Linked DNA regions of Macaca mulatta: regions 2 and 3 are each linked to region 1. A link is a contact called in public Hi-C data. All regions are on one chromosome and are shown on one strand. Each heading gives the region's core, a stretch centred on a gene start, on an enhancer-like site or on the middle of the called end of the contact. The rest is flanking DNA. Distances are from core to core; before and after follow the strand shown.

Region 1 (4,848 bases), core at 1,730-4,229:
AGTTGTATCAGTGATTCAGTATTATTTTCAATGGCAGGTTTATCAATAATGATTAAAAGAGAAAAAAGAAAGTCAATTTACTGGCTGGCATAGATATCTCCTGAATCTGCTTCCAAACACAGTAACTGTGGAGCAAATTATCAGAATTCTATAGTTGGAATAAGGCAGACAGAATTTAACAAAAAATTTGCCTCAAATTAACCAGTAGGTGTCACTGCTTAAATACATTGGTAACAGCTTTTCCTACAGCCATCTATGTAAAAGCCCCATAGAAAATAATCAAACAATTTTGAATGACTTACAACTACTTCAAACCCACAGAGAATGTTTATAAATCCACACTGTTACTTTATAATTCAAAGGATTGACTTAAGTTCTTTTTGTTAAAATAATTACTAGAAAATCATTATAAGCTTAGTGGCAGTATACAAATTTAATGATTAATTTAATGATCAAATTTAACTGATTCAACTTTAATTTAAGCCAATTTAAATTTAATTCAAACTAAGTTAACAATTCAAATTTAACTTCAGTATATTTGCTACGTTTTAAGAACCTTTGAAAATATATAAAAAGGCTAATACAACAGATCTGCTTTTCAAGGAAAAAATCCTGGGCTTTTAAGGAGGAAGAGAGAGAAAGACTGAGCTCTGTCTAACTGGTTATTAACTGAATTAAACAATTTTTCCCCCAAAATATTTTCTACCAATTCAACATGTCCCTCATCCCAAGCCTATAAAGACAGACCAAGATTCTCTACATCAGTAGACACAGATACTTCCAAATGTAACATTCGTCAGGTTCCTTCTGTTTCAAATCCTTGAGGGCATCCTGGACATCACACTTCACAGGGCCCCCAGTTGGCTCCCAGGTGGCTTACCCCACCCGCATCTGTCTCCCTCTCCCCCTTGCCCCTCCCTCATCCCTGCTTCTCCTCCTTCACTTCTCAACTAAAGCTGGCTCTCTGAGGAAGAGTCAGGCTTTCCCAAACCACTCCTTTAGCACCTTGGGCATAATTCTTATCTTTTCATTACAAATGTGGCTTATTAAAATCTCTATCTCTTGCTATCTGAGCTCACTGAGATAAAGGTCAGGTTATTTATCTGCACATCCAAAGTATCTACCAGCGAGTGGTTCAGAGCCTGTTCTCAGTTGCTGGCAGGATGTTTATTTCCAAAATATGTAGACACTCTTTTTCTCTTTCCTTTTTGAACAATTCAATTCTAAAGCCATTAAATGAGCTTGAGCAATGTATAGATCTGCATTGGGAAGGTAGGAATTCAGGGAGTTACAAACATGTACGGGGAGAAAAAATAGAACAGAGATATTATACAGATATATAGATAAATAAACAAATAGATAAATATGCACAGACACACACACACTCCTTAATTCTGTGTACCCAGAGGGCCTGGGAGTAGCAACACCTCAAAAGCAATGAGCACACCTAGCATTGAGACCTTGGTTTCTAGACACCGTTCTCCACTAAAAGGAACCAAGGATCTTTGGAAAATGGCTGATTCTAGCACTGGGTCAGGAAAGTACAAGTAAGTCGGGACTATCTTGGAGTAGGAAGTAAGGACATGCTAAAGAATAATGCAGCCCAGTCTCTATTAAAAATACAAAATATTAGCTGGGCGTGGTGGTGGGCACCTGTAGTCCCAGCTAATCGGGAGGCTGAGGCAGGAGAATGGCGTGAACCCGGGAGGCGGAGCTTGCAGTGAGCCGAGATCGCGCCATGCACTCTAGCCTGGGCGACAGAGTGAGACTCCATCTCAAAAACAAAACAAAACAAAAAGAATAATGCAGACAGGTCAAAAGTCAGCTTGAATGGGCTGTCACTGGCCCAATCTGAGACACTTCGAGCATCAAAAGGAATGAATGGTTATTAACTAAAATAGAGCGCCATGAGTACATAGGTACATAGCTTATAATTCCATAAATAATTGAATAAAATGAAAATTTGATAAGGCATGGGATATTACACAGCTTCAAGGCACTTCCCTCTAAAACATGTGCTAATCACAAAGTGAAAAGAGTAACTTTATAGAGGAGAAGCCTGGCAGAAAAGCAGGCCACACTGAAATCATGCAGCCTGAGAGGCTGCCGTGAGAACACCGCATGGCTTCTGTGGAAGTACTGCTAAATAAACAGAGCCTGGATCTCATCAGGAGGAAACACCAGAAAACCTAGACTGACAAAGGATATTCTACAAACCGGCTGGCTTGTCAGCAGAAGTGTCAAGATCATGAAAGTCAGCAGAGGCTGAGGAACTCATCCACACGGAAGAAGTCGAAGGAGACAGGACAAGTAAATGCAACGCATCATTCTGAAGAGGAGCCTTTTGCTATAAAGAACATTCTTGCGACAACTGGTGACCGAATGGGGACCGAGGATTAGACGGCATTAAATCATCAATGTTAATTTCCTGATTTTAATAGTAGTACTTGGGCATCCACTCGGTATTTTACTTTTAAATGATTCAAGAGAGGAAAAAAAGTTATTTGCATTGTGCTTGCAACTTTTAAAAATTCTTAGAAGGCTTTCATTAAACAAACAAACAATTTTAAAGGAAGAAGAAGGAAAAAAAAAAAAACTTGACCACGCTGTATTTAAAAATTCTAAGCCGAACCCAAGTTGGAGTGCATTTTACATCTAGGATGATACAGTCTCCACCTTCTAGGAGTTAAAAGAAGAGTTGTGCGCACAAAATTAACATTGACGGGGGTAAAAAAAGGAAGAGAGAGAGAAAAAAAGAGAGATGCATTTTTTACTTTTTTGCAGAGGCAGTTTTAAAAATACCCTCCAGGTCACAGCCCTCCCCCTCCCGGCCGCCTCCCGCCCTGCAGTTGGGGAGGTGAGCGGAGCTCCGCGGGCCGCCGCCTGCGCGGTCTCTTGGGAAGCAGGTCTTTGCGTGTGAGCGTTGCGCCTCTCCCAGCCAGAAGTCGGAATTCTAATGTCCAATGCGTGCTGTGTTCGGTGAGATTCGTATTTTTAAAATAATAAAATAATCTAAGAGAAAAAAACCTCGAACTACCAGGAGTGGGGTTCGAACCCACGCGGACATATGTCCATTGGATCTTAAGTCCAACGCCTTAACCACTCGGCCATCCTGGTACAGGCATGCGACGTTACTTTCGCTCTTCCTACAAGGCGTCCTCTACCTCCTCCTGCCCGCACCCTGCCTCCAGAACGTGGAGAGTTTTCGCCGCCACTCTCTCCGCTCTCCCATCCCGGGCTGGGGCGGCCGCCACGCAGGTACTTCGGTTTCTCGCCGCCGCAGCTCACTGTTGCCCCCGGCCCGCTGCGGCAGTGAAGACAACTGCAGCGGAGCTGCGCGCTCTCGGCGGGGACGTCGGCGCTCGCGGGCCTTTGGCTGGGGGGAGACTCCGGGCCCTCCAGTTGCGCTTTCAGTTTCGAGGTGCGCGGGCGCCGCAAACACACACCAGCAAACTTCTGGGTTCCTGGGAGCGCGTTCTGGAGGCCCCTGGCTGGTGGTGCAGGCACGCGGCCCACAGGGCGGCGTTTAGTTTGTGTTGTTCTAAACAGAGTTGGCTTCAAGGAATGAGGTGCCCGGACAGCAGCAGAGTTCCTGGACTCCTGCCCCTAGGGGCCGCTTTTCTTCTTCGCATGTGCCACAAGTCACACGGGAGGGAAGCTTTGTAGAAATGTGCGTGTCGCCTGTGCCACGCCACATGCAGGGGAGCGTGGCACAGTCGCCCTTCCTGGTGCCTGCAGGCCCATCCCCACTGCACGCCTCGGATGCAGTACGGTGGCCTCCTCTTTGCCCCCGCAACCCTACAAGGCAATGAGATATTTTTGTTCCCTTTTCTTGTTTTGCAGTGTTCTCCTTACTTTCTGTGTACATGAGTTTCAGTTCGTCCTGTTATCCCTTTTCCCAGGACTTCCACTGCATTCCCCGCTACCCAGGACCTCATATCGACCACAGAACGAAGAGCCCAGGCTCTGTGTTGTGGAGTGGTAGGGGCCTGGTGGCTGAGCTGGGATCCGGCAGCCACATGATTATCCGGTCACGCCCTTGTTCATATGGTGCAGACAGCGACTTCTTCATCAAGAACTTCTATCAGCCTGGAGACTGCACACACCAACCTCACTGTGCGACACCTCACCAATGGCTCTCCTGCTGGGTCACATTGTAAGAATTGTCTTGCCTCTTCTTGGAACTCCTGTGATCCCTGGGAACAAGGGCTGTCACGAGCCTGCTGCCCTGGTTCACGGAGTTTCCGCCAACTCCTATAGAACTGTCCCTGCGAGAGGGCCTCAGGATAGTAACCAGGAGAATCACCACTTTCACACTTTGCCACACAGCATTGTAAGCTGTCAGAAGCCTGCGTCTATGTCCTGACCTCAATAGCACCCCTCCTTCTAAGCGCCAGGCCCGGCCCTCCGGAGTACACGACAAGAGCTCAGGCAAGAGCAGTTCCTCAGGCCTTGCCCTGGGATGCTGAGAGATGAAAGGGAACTTAGACTCTGCCAGGGTCAAGGGGCAGCCACGTGGTGATGACATGGGGTCACCAGAGTGCCAGCTGCCACCCTCCATCTCCGTTGTATGGCGCCAAATTGTCAGAGGCCACAGACTTCATAAAAATGGCTTATTTCAAGGCACTGAAATGATAATAACAACATGGATTGAGAACATGTCACTATGTGACAAGCATTGCTTTAAGCTCTTTACATATATCATCTTATTTCAGCTGGGCGTGGTGTTGCGTTCCTGTAGTCCCAGCTACTCGGGAGGCTGAGGCCAGAGGATCGCTTGAGTTCGGAGTTCAAGGCTGTGTGTGTCAAAATTGTGCCTGTGAATAGCCACTGCACTGCAGCCTGGGC
Region 2 (4,823 bases), core at 1,421-3,920, 66 kb after region 1:
GACAATATCATTCACTTGTTCAAAGGGCTCAGTACTATAAACCCTCATGGGGCCTTTGTGATCTGGCCCTTCCTGTCTCCCCAGCCCTCGCTCTGTGCTGTCACTAAACAGGCTGGAGTTTCCTGAATGTCCAGTGCTGTTTCACTTCTCTATGGGTGCTGTTCCTTCTGCTGGGTCACTGAGCCTTCCACTTGCCTGCCAATTCATCCTCCTACATGAAGGTTCATTATTTCATCAATAAACACTTTCCAACACTTCTCATGAGTCGAGCCTGGGACAAGTTCAGGGAGTACAATGCTGAATGACACTTTCCAACACTTCTCATGAGTCGAGCCTGGGACAAGTTCAGGGAGTACAATGCTGAATGACACACTCAACCCTTTGTCATAGAAAAAGTAACTTCAGGGCTTTCAAAGGAGGAATAAAGTTTGGAAATTAAGGTAAAGTTGTCTGAAATTTAGCAGTGTTGCCTTTATTAGTTGGATATCTTAGCAAACTGTGGAAACTTGGAAACCTTGATACTTGGGCATCAAGTTCAAAAGTGTCTCAGCAGATTTCAATTGTAACAGTAAACTGTGATATGGTAGATTTATTCATTTTGGCTCACAAGGCTATAATGTGCTAAAAAACATTGATTTGAACTACAAAAACAATGATCAAAAACTTGCTTCAATATAGTGTTACAAATTTATAAAGTATTAGGCAGGGCATGGTGGCTCACATCTGCAATACCAGCACTTTGGGAGGCCAAGGCAAGCAGATCACCTGAGGTCAGTAGTTCGAGACCAGCCTGGTCAACAGGGCCAAACTTGTCCCTACTACAAATACAAAAGTCAGCTGGGTGTTGTGGGTGCCTGTAGTCCCAGCTACTTGGAAGGCTGAAACACGAGAATTGCTTGAACGCAGGAGGAGGAGGTTGCAGTGAGCCAAGATTGCACCACTACACTCCCGTGTGGGGCAAGAGAGTAAGACTCTGTCTCAAAAAACAAAACAAAACAACCTATTAATTAGTCATACCATTTCCTAAAAGTCACGCTGCTAACTAAAGGTGACTGCAATGATCTAGGGATGGTAATCTGCTGAGTTTACTCTTTAAATACACTGGAACCCAGCAGATTGAGTTATATTGGGACAGAAACTTCACTCTGGGTATAGATTTACCCTAGCACCTTGTCAGCAGGATCCTATTATTCATGGTTGTACAAGCAAGGTTCAGGGAAGAGGCTGGCACAGAGAAAGTACCTGTTAACTGTTGTTTGGGACTGAATTCAGCTCAACTCAGCTCCAGTAGAGATGGTGCTCCCTTCTCTACCGTGTTGAGATAGTGTGCAGTCCCTTCCTAGGTGCTGCTACCCACCACAGTGGGGCCTGTCAGCTTCAACTTTTAAATTTCTCTGCTCCCGCTGGGACCCACCCGCTTCAAAAAGCACCATGTGGTTTTGGCATCAATTTAGTAAACACACACTGTCTGAAATATTTTGATTTTAGAGAGTTACAATCACCACATTAAATGATACATTTCTACTATTCAGTGAAAATGGTAGCAAAATGGTCATTGAATAATGAAATTAATTTTCTCCTGGGCTTCTGAGGCAAAGCACATGATTTTAGTGGTTATCTTAAATCAACCCAGTGACCTTTACTGGCATGTTGTAACATCAGGCGCCTTAGGAAACTGAAAACTCAATCGTCACTTCCCATACCACTGCCCCAGGTCAGCAGGGCAGGCATTTCACATCTACAGTCTCATTTTAAATACAGACAGAGCAAGCCTCGCTTTTCAAAAGTTCATTAACAAAGTCTCACAATTAAGAGAGCAGCCCTGTGACTCATTTTTGGATACCTGTAAATAACAGCTCCTCCCTTTGCTGAGAAACGGCTGAAACAAGCGCGTGAGAACCACAGGAAGTAATACAGATCTCAGCTGGTGTCAGCGGAGTCTAGAAAAAGGCAGAATTCCCTCTCAGGACGGCGTGGTTCTCGCAGGCATTGCCACTACTTCTCTCCATTTTTCTAAAACAAAGTCTTACGTGGGCTGCGAAGGGACTGCTCCAAGGCTCTATCAATTTCTCCGTCTTTCTTGGCTACTGAGTGACACTGCCAAGTTCAAGTCAAGAAGTACCCATTCTGGTGTTTTTGACACAGTCACCCTAATAGGAAGTGAAGAGGTGATAACACAAAAACACTTCAGTCTTTCGATTTAAAATAAAATAGTCTTAGGTGGACACTTTAAAAAGGCAGCCTACCGACAGGTATCCCTAAAATAATTCCTGTGAAGCACTAAATCCTAAATCCCTCAGCCTCTGAAATTAAAAGTAATTTTAAAAAATCATTCCGCTTTATATGAGGAACCCAATCCTGTGTTTCCGAAGGTGCCCAGAGGCGGCGTGAGGACCTGCGCCAGATCCAAAATCCCAACTAAGGCGCAGCCGCGGGTCCCGAGCCCAGACAGTGCCCCCGCCCGCCTCCCGGATCTCTCAGCGCACGGGGAATAGTCAGGAAGAGAAATGGGGGGTCAGGAAGAGAAATGGGGGGTCAGAAAGAGAAATGGGGGCTCAGGGAGAGAAAAACAAACCTGGACCCGGAACGAGAGCGCGAACTGAGAAGCCTCTCTCCCCGCAGGGCGCGCGTCCCCTGTGGGCGCCGCGATGGGGAAGGAAACCTGTTGCGCGACTCCCGGCGGCTCTGCTCCCGGCGCCTCCTGCGGCCGAGGCTGGGCTCCTCCACAGCCGCCCGAGCTCCGCGCCGCCGCGGCCGCATCTGGGCGCCGCCGGCTCAGCCCCCGCCGCTTAGGAAGCTACCACAGCTGGGGACCAGGCCCCGCCCCGGGATGACAGCGCCGGGGCGCGGCAGCAGCCGGCTCACAGAGCACGGGTTCCCGCCCCACCCGGAGTCCGTGCGCTCGGGACCGCCCGGAGCCGGGGACTCGCTCCAGCCCCTCCCGCGAGCCCCGGGGCGTTCCCGGGGGCGGCGCAGACCGGCGCAGGGAGTGGGATGTTAGCCGCCCAAGACACTTCCTCCGCTCATCCTCTGGTCCCCAGGTCAGGGAGTGCGATGGACTTTCCCCGGGAATCCCCGCTGCGCCGGTGACATTTGCAGTCCGGTGCGTTTCTGCGGCAAGGACGCTGGAAGCGGTCTCTGAGCGTGGGTGTGGCTGCGGAGGCTGCAGCAGGTCCTGCATCCGCGGGACCCTCGAGGAGGCGGGCGAGGAGCCTGCGGTCACACAGAGGCCGAGCACAGCCTTCCCAGAACCCGGCCGGCCAACCCATCTCCAGTCGGCCTCAACACCCGCCAGGCTCATCATTCCCTGGATATCAACTGAGCGGCCCCTTGTATTCCCAGGATAACACCGCGCTCAAAAACACTGCCAAGACCCTCCCTCCAGGTCCCGGCACTTTAACGGGGAGAGATAAACATAAAGTGTGGATTGTGTCAGGTGATGGTAAAGCACCTTGAAAAACAAGGCTGAGGCTGAAAAGTAAGGAAGTGATACTCAAGAAAGGAAAAATCGGGCCGGGCGCGGTAGCTCATGCCCGTAATCCTAACACTTTGGGAGGCCGAAGGGGGCGGATCTCTTGAGCCCAGAAATTTGAGACCAGCCAGAGCAATATGGTGAAAGCCTATCTCTACAAAAAATAAAAAAAAATTAACTGGGCGTGGTGGCACGCGCTGTGAGCCCAGCTACGCGGGAGGCTAAGGTGGGAGGATCACTTGAGGCCGGGAGGCCAAGGATGCAGTGAGCCGAGATCGCGCCACTGCACTCCAGCCTGGGCGACAGAATGAGACGCTGCCTCAATTGAATGAGAAGAAAAAAAATAAAAAATAAAAATAAACGAATCCTGTCTTGATGGGAGAATGTTTAAACACAGGAACCACCTGAAAGAGCTCCCAGTTGCCAAAGATGGAACCACTGAGCAACGAAGTAAACTGAACAAAGTAGTACTGGATTACAAACCAAAGTAAAAAATATCCATGAGTCTACACTGATATAAATAAATAAATAAATGAATAAATGGCAGAGAGGAGACAAATCTCCTATACAGAATAATTCCAAATAATTTATGTAGATCATCTACCCTAGGCTGTGCACAGTGACTTCCTCCAAAATAGTACAATGTGGAAAGGGGAAAAGAGTAGCTTTACAATGGAGAAAGCCAACAGACACTACCCCAACCAGATGTTCTAAGTCAACGTCAACAATCATGACTCATATTGATGGCGTGTAGTCAACATGATGTGATGAATATGGCATATTACCTGTGTGGTCTCCCTCCCCAAAAACCATAACCTCAGTATCATAATGAGAAAAATATCAAACAACTTCCAACAGCGGGACATCTTACAAAATACTGGACCAATATTCCTCAAAGTTGTCAGGTTATCAAAAGTAAGGAAAGTACAGTCCAGACGTTGTGGCTGTCGCCTGTAATCCCAACACTTTGAGAGGCTGAAGCCAGAGGATTGCTTGAGGCCAGGAGTTCGAGACCTGGCCTGGCCAACATAATGAGATGCTGTCTCTACAAAAAAATTAAAATAAAGAAAGTCTGAAAAACTGCTGCAGCCTAGAAGAAACTCAGGAGATGTGAAACGAAATGTAATGTGGTATCCTGGATAGGATCCTGGGACAGAAAAAGGACTTGGGGAAAAACTAAGGAAATCTAAATAAAGTGTGGACTTTCATTAGTAATAAGAATCAAGGTTGATTAATTAGTTGTGAGGAATGTAATGTAAGATGGTAATCATAGGGAAATCTGAAATGGAATCTATGGCAATTCTGTACTACATTTGCAATTGTTCTGTAACTCTAAAACTGTTCTAAAAAA
Region 3 (4,467 bases), core at 220-2,719, 67 kb before region 1:
GCTCTCCCCTGACCCTGAGCTATCTGCAGGCTGCGTCTTCCCATGCCCACAGCCAACGAACCGGGAGGACCCAGATCGACTTCCTGAGGCCGGTGCAATTTACAAAGGAATGGATGCTGTCGCTGCCGCCCGGGAGGGAGGCCGGGAGCTCCGGATCAGACCTAGGGAATCCGGCCTCCCCAGCGCTCCGTGCGCTCTGGCCGCCGCGACCGCTGCACTGACCCTCCCAACCGCGGCATGGGGAACTGGCCCGCAAGGCCCTGGTGATCCAGGTGATCTGAAGGCTGGGAAAGAGGAGGCCCTGTCCTGGACACCTCAGAGAGCGGGGTCGTGGAGTTAGAACCCGGGCTCTGCAGTTCATTGTAAAACAAAGTGCTGGTCCCACGGCTCTCTGGGAGGTCGGGCAACGTTTTCTCCCTCCTCCTTGAAAAACGCACTGGAATGAGTCCCTTTCGTAATCTGAGGCTTGGAGAAAAAAAAATCCCCTTGAACAACCTGCGATCTAAAAGTTGCACAGCCTTCAGCTGGTGCTTTGTTGGTTTTTAAGTGGCCTTGAGCAACCAGAACCTCGGACCCCGGGCCGAAGAGGGGCATGGATTACCTTGTCAGTTGCAGCAAGAGATCCCCAGAGTCCGGAAAAGGACAGCCGGCGACTGCGCCGGACTACACACCAATGGGGCGCCCCCCTCCTCCTGTCCCCTCAGCCTCTCCACGGCCGCTGGCAGGGAGCTTGGCGATCGCGCCACACTCTCCGGAGTCCCACCCTTGGGAGCAGCAACCACCCAGAGGTCAAGCATGCTCCCCGCCGGGCGGCTAGCTGGGAAGCGCTTTGCTGGCCGCCGACCACACAGTCACCCTCTGCCCACCCTCTCCTGTGGACACCGCCGGGGCCCCGCCTTCCCCGGGCCCGGGTGTCTGTGACAGACTCTCCTAGGAGGCCACGTCCCCTCTTGCAAATCACTGGCCCAGCGCCCTGCACCACGCGATGCACGGAGGGCGACCCTGTCACCCCGGCGGGGAGGAGGATTGGGGAGCAGGGAGGCAGTACAGAGCCGGTCAGAGAAGTTTGAATCGTTCACAACTAGTACGGATCCCCAGCTCTCCACGCCTCCGGCATTCTCTCTCGCACCGCGGGAAGCTAAACTGAGGCCCCGAGGAAAGGGCACGCAAAAGTTACTCCCATCTTCGACTCTGGGACTTGGGAAGGAGCTCGGGACGCCGATCCCACGCGGAAGAACCGCAGAAAGCCATCCTCCTCCCGGTCCCCGCCCCATTCCCTCGGGGGCTGTAGTCACATTACCAGCCCTAGGCTTCAATAATGCATGGGCTTACCTGGTGCCCGCGGGCCGCCTCGCCTGCCGGCCGCCACCGCCGCACCCCGAGCTGGCCAAGGGCTCCTCTAGGAGTTTGAGACGGAGTAATCGCGGGGGTGTGTGCGAGTGTGAGTTTAGTGGTGCGATGTATTTTTTTAAAAAATAAAACTTGGAGAAGCAGACAAGATCCGAAATTAAAGAAAAAAAAAAAGAAAGAAAGAAAGAAAAAGAAATTGACACCCGACTGAAAACGCCCCTTACTTGTGCAATCTTCCTGCCTGGTAGTTCCGCCAAAAACAAAACAGTCAAAGCGCAAACCTGGAACGGGCGCGCAGGCACCAAGTTTGCCAAACGCCACAGAGTTTTCCGTCTGCAGAAATGACCCAAAAGAAGGGGGGCGCCGCTCCCCGTGATCCCCCAATCGGCTTCTGGAGCCAGAGGCTCCTCCTCGCCCCTCGGCGGGAGAAAGCCCGCGGCCGGCTGCTGCTGCCCGCTTCCCTCCTCCGAGGAAAAACGACTCCACAACTTTGTGCGCGAGAGCGCCTCGCTCCTCCGGCTCCTCCTCCTCCTCCTCCCCGCTGCGGGCCTGCCCCTTTGTTGCAGCCCAGCGCAGGCGGAGGAGGAGGGAGGGTGGGGCGCAGGACCGCTGGATCGCTCGTTGCCGCCCCAACTCCCCGGGAACAGGCTCGCCTCCGGGCAGCCGGGGGTCCGCTCTCCCCAGGAGAAGGGAGCAGATCAGCGCCAGCCCTCCGGCCCGCGCCTTTGCAGCGCTCCGGCTCCCCTTTGGCTCTCTCGCCCGGCCGCCGCCGGCCCAGCAACTTTGTTCCAGGAGATCAGCCCCACTACGCTCCAGGGTCAGCGTCCGCCGGGCCTCGGCAGTGACCGCGGTCACCGTGTCGGGAACTTGGCGCCCCAAGTCACCTGACCGCGCGCCCCGTCAATCAGCGCAGGCCCTGCGCACCCTCCCAGCCCGCAGCAGCCGGGCTCGGCGCTTGGCTGGCCTGGGGCGCGCGCTCCAGTGTGAACCGTGCGTGCCGGGAGCCGGGAGTCCGGAGACCTAAGCCCGAATGGATGCCTCGAGCAGACACAATTCCCCTTATTCAGATTATCTGAAAATGTGAGTCACGTCCCCCTAGGCAAAACAGGTCTCTAGTTAGGGCGATTTTTTTTTTAAGAGATAAATTCCAGTCTGCCTTCCAACTCACCCCATCTCAGTTTGCTGACGTTGCTGATTTTTTTAACCCTAGTTCCAACCGTACATTTATTTTACATTATTTCTCTAGTGTCGTTTTTAATATTAAAAAAGAAGTTTTCTCTTACATTAGTTTGTATTACAAGTAGTGTTTGTGCTGACCTTATTTTTCTGTTTTCCAATATGCACACACAAACGCACATGGGGAAGCTTGAGAGATTGACCAAAAACTATCTGGGAAGAAATGAGCTCGTGATGTGTGTGCATTTTTCTTATTTACACATTTCATTGCTCGTGTGTTCCTGTGATTGTTTTACACGATCAGCACACGTGGGAGGGGAAAGAAAACAACAACTTGAGTTCCTAGTTCGTATTAACAGAGAAAAGCATGGTTGATACTCGAGCGTCGGCTTATTGCTGGCTTAATATTTGAGTTAATTTACACGACAGTAAAGATTAAACCACTAGGGGCCTTAAAGGAATTTTCAGAAAGAGTTTACTCGTCTTTTGTTTTAGTGAAAGGTTCCCCCATCCATCCCTAAGTGCTCCAGGGAGGGGGCAGGTAGGAGATTCCCAAAAGAGACTCTTCCTTATAAGGTTTCTAGGACAGCTTCCTTCCTTTTGATGACTTTCTACGTATAAGCCAAATGAAATCCGAAGGATTAACTTGAAATGGGTATGATTTTACTCATTCACTTCATTCATTCATTTAACAAGCATCAGTTTATGGCTGTCAGGTCTGCTGGTTCTATGGATAATGCAAAGATAAATCTGATAGTGATCTTACCCTTAAAGAACTTGGAATGTAGTAGGTGAGATAAGGCATGTAAAGAAGTAAATATATACAAGATCCGGGAGATAAATGGCATAAGAAAAGAACAGATCAAGTGCTAGCTGAGTATGGTCACATAGAGGGACGCCAGGATTTGTTTTTTGTTTGTTTGTTTGTTTTTAATTTTTTGACAGAGTCTCTCTCTGTTGACCAAGCTGCAGTGCAGTAGCGCGATCTCGCCCACTGCAAGCTCCGCCTCCCGGGTTCACGCCATTCTCCTGCCTCAGCCTCTCTAGTAGCTGGGACTACAGGCGCCCACCACCACGCCCGTCTAATTTTTTGTATTTTTAGTAGAGACGGGATTTCGCCATGTTAGCCAGGATGGTCTCAATCTCCAGACCTCGTGATCCGCCCGCCTCGGCCTTCCAAAGTGCTGGGATTACAGGCGTGAGCCACCGCCAGGCCCCCAGGTTTTTTTAACTGATCATTTTGCAGACACCAAAAGTTGCTTCTCACTCACTGTATCCTGGTTGAGTTGATGAAACTCAGACTTTCTCCTTCAAAATAGATAATAAGGGCACACTGAAGTGTTTGAGGGTGTTGTCACTTAAAATTTGTGACGCACTTCACAATTTACAAAGTACTTTAATACATCATTTTAGCTCAAAAATTTTGAGAAACACGTTTAGGGTCCTATGATTTCTGGTATTGTAAGCTCTGAGGAGATGTTTAGTCGAGCTTCCTCAACTCCTGTAAGAGATGGAACATGAGGCCAACAGCCACCTTCTGTGCAGGAGTGACCTGCCCGGCATATCAGCCATGGTGGCTTACAGCCAGTTTTACCTGGGGACCTGTGCCCTGTTTCTAGCCCTTCCTTCTCTCCAGGCAGAGACTGATGCTCTTTGTAGATAATGAGCAAAAGAGGCTAAAGAAATTCTTGTTGACTGGGTGCAGTGGCTCACGCCTGTGATCCCAGCACTTTGGGAGGTCGAGGCAGGTGGATCATCTGAGGTCGGGAGTTCAAGATCAGCCTGGCCAACATGGAGAAACTCTGTCTCTCTAAAAATACAAAAATTAGCTGGGCATGGTGGTGCCTGCCTGTAATCCCAGCTACTCAGGAGGCTGAGGCATGGGAATTGCTTAAACCCCGGGGTGGAGGTTGCAGTGAGCCAAGATGGCACCACTACACT

What was found. Hi-C and Micro-C count contacts between places; a contact is called where the count stands out from the background.
Region 2: a contact with region 1 is called in a Hi-C map of liver, with 2.3 times the contacts expected there. The contact joins the promoter of STX11 here to the promoter of LOC144340292 in region 1. A contact is called at or near these places in 3 of 14 Hi-C or Micro-C datasets (CD4 T cells, cortical neurons and liver).
Region 3: a Hi-C map of liver shows a contact between it and region 1, with 3 times the contacts expected there. The contact joins the promoter of UTRN here to the promoter of LOC144340292 in region 1. A contact is called at or near these places in 3 of 14 Hi-C or Micro-C datasets (fetal cortex germinal zone, fibroblasts and liver).

The regions. Positions count from the first base shown.
Region 1 is chr4:49,476,828-49,481,675 of T2T-MMU8v2.0, reverse strand. LOC144340292 reads left to right here and starts at 2,979. Exons shown (of 3, transcript XR_013416231.1): 1 at 2,979-3,421; 2 at 3,903-4,848. It overlaps TRNAL-UAA (transfer RNA leucine (anticodon UAA)), which reads right to left and starts at 3,117; the gene lies at 3,035-3,117.
Region 2 is chr4:49,410,217-49,415,039 of T2T-MMU8v2.0, reverse strand. STX11 (syntaxin 11) reads right to left here and starts at 2,670. Exons shown (of 2, transcript NM_001260831.1): 1 at 2,576-2,670.
Region 3 is chr4:49,542,439-49,546,905 of T2T-MMU8v2.0, reverse strand. UTRN (utrophin) reads right to left here and starts at 1,469. Exons shown (of 75, transcript XM_077999492.1): 1 at 1,333-1,469.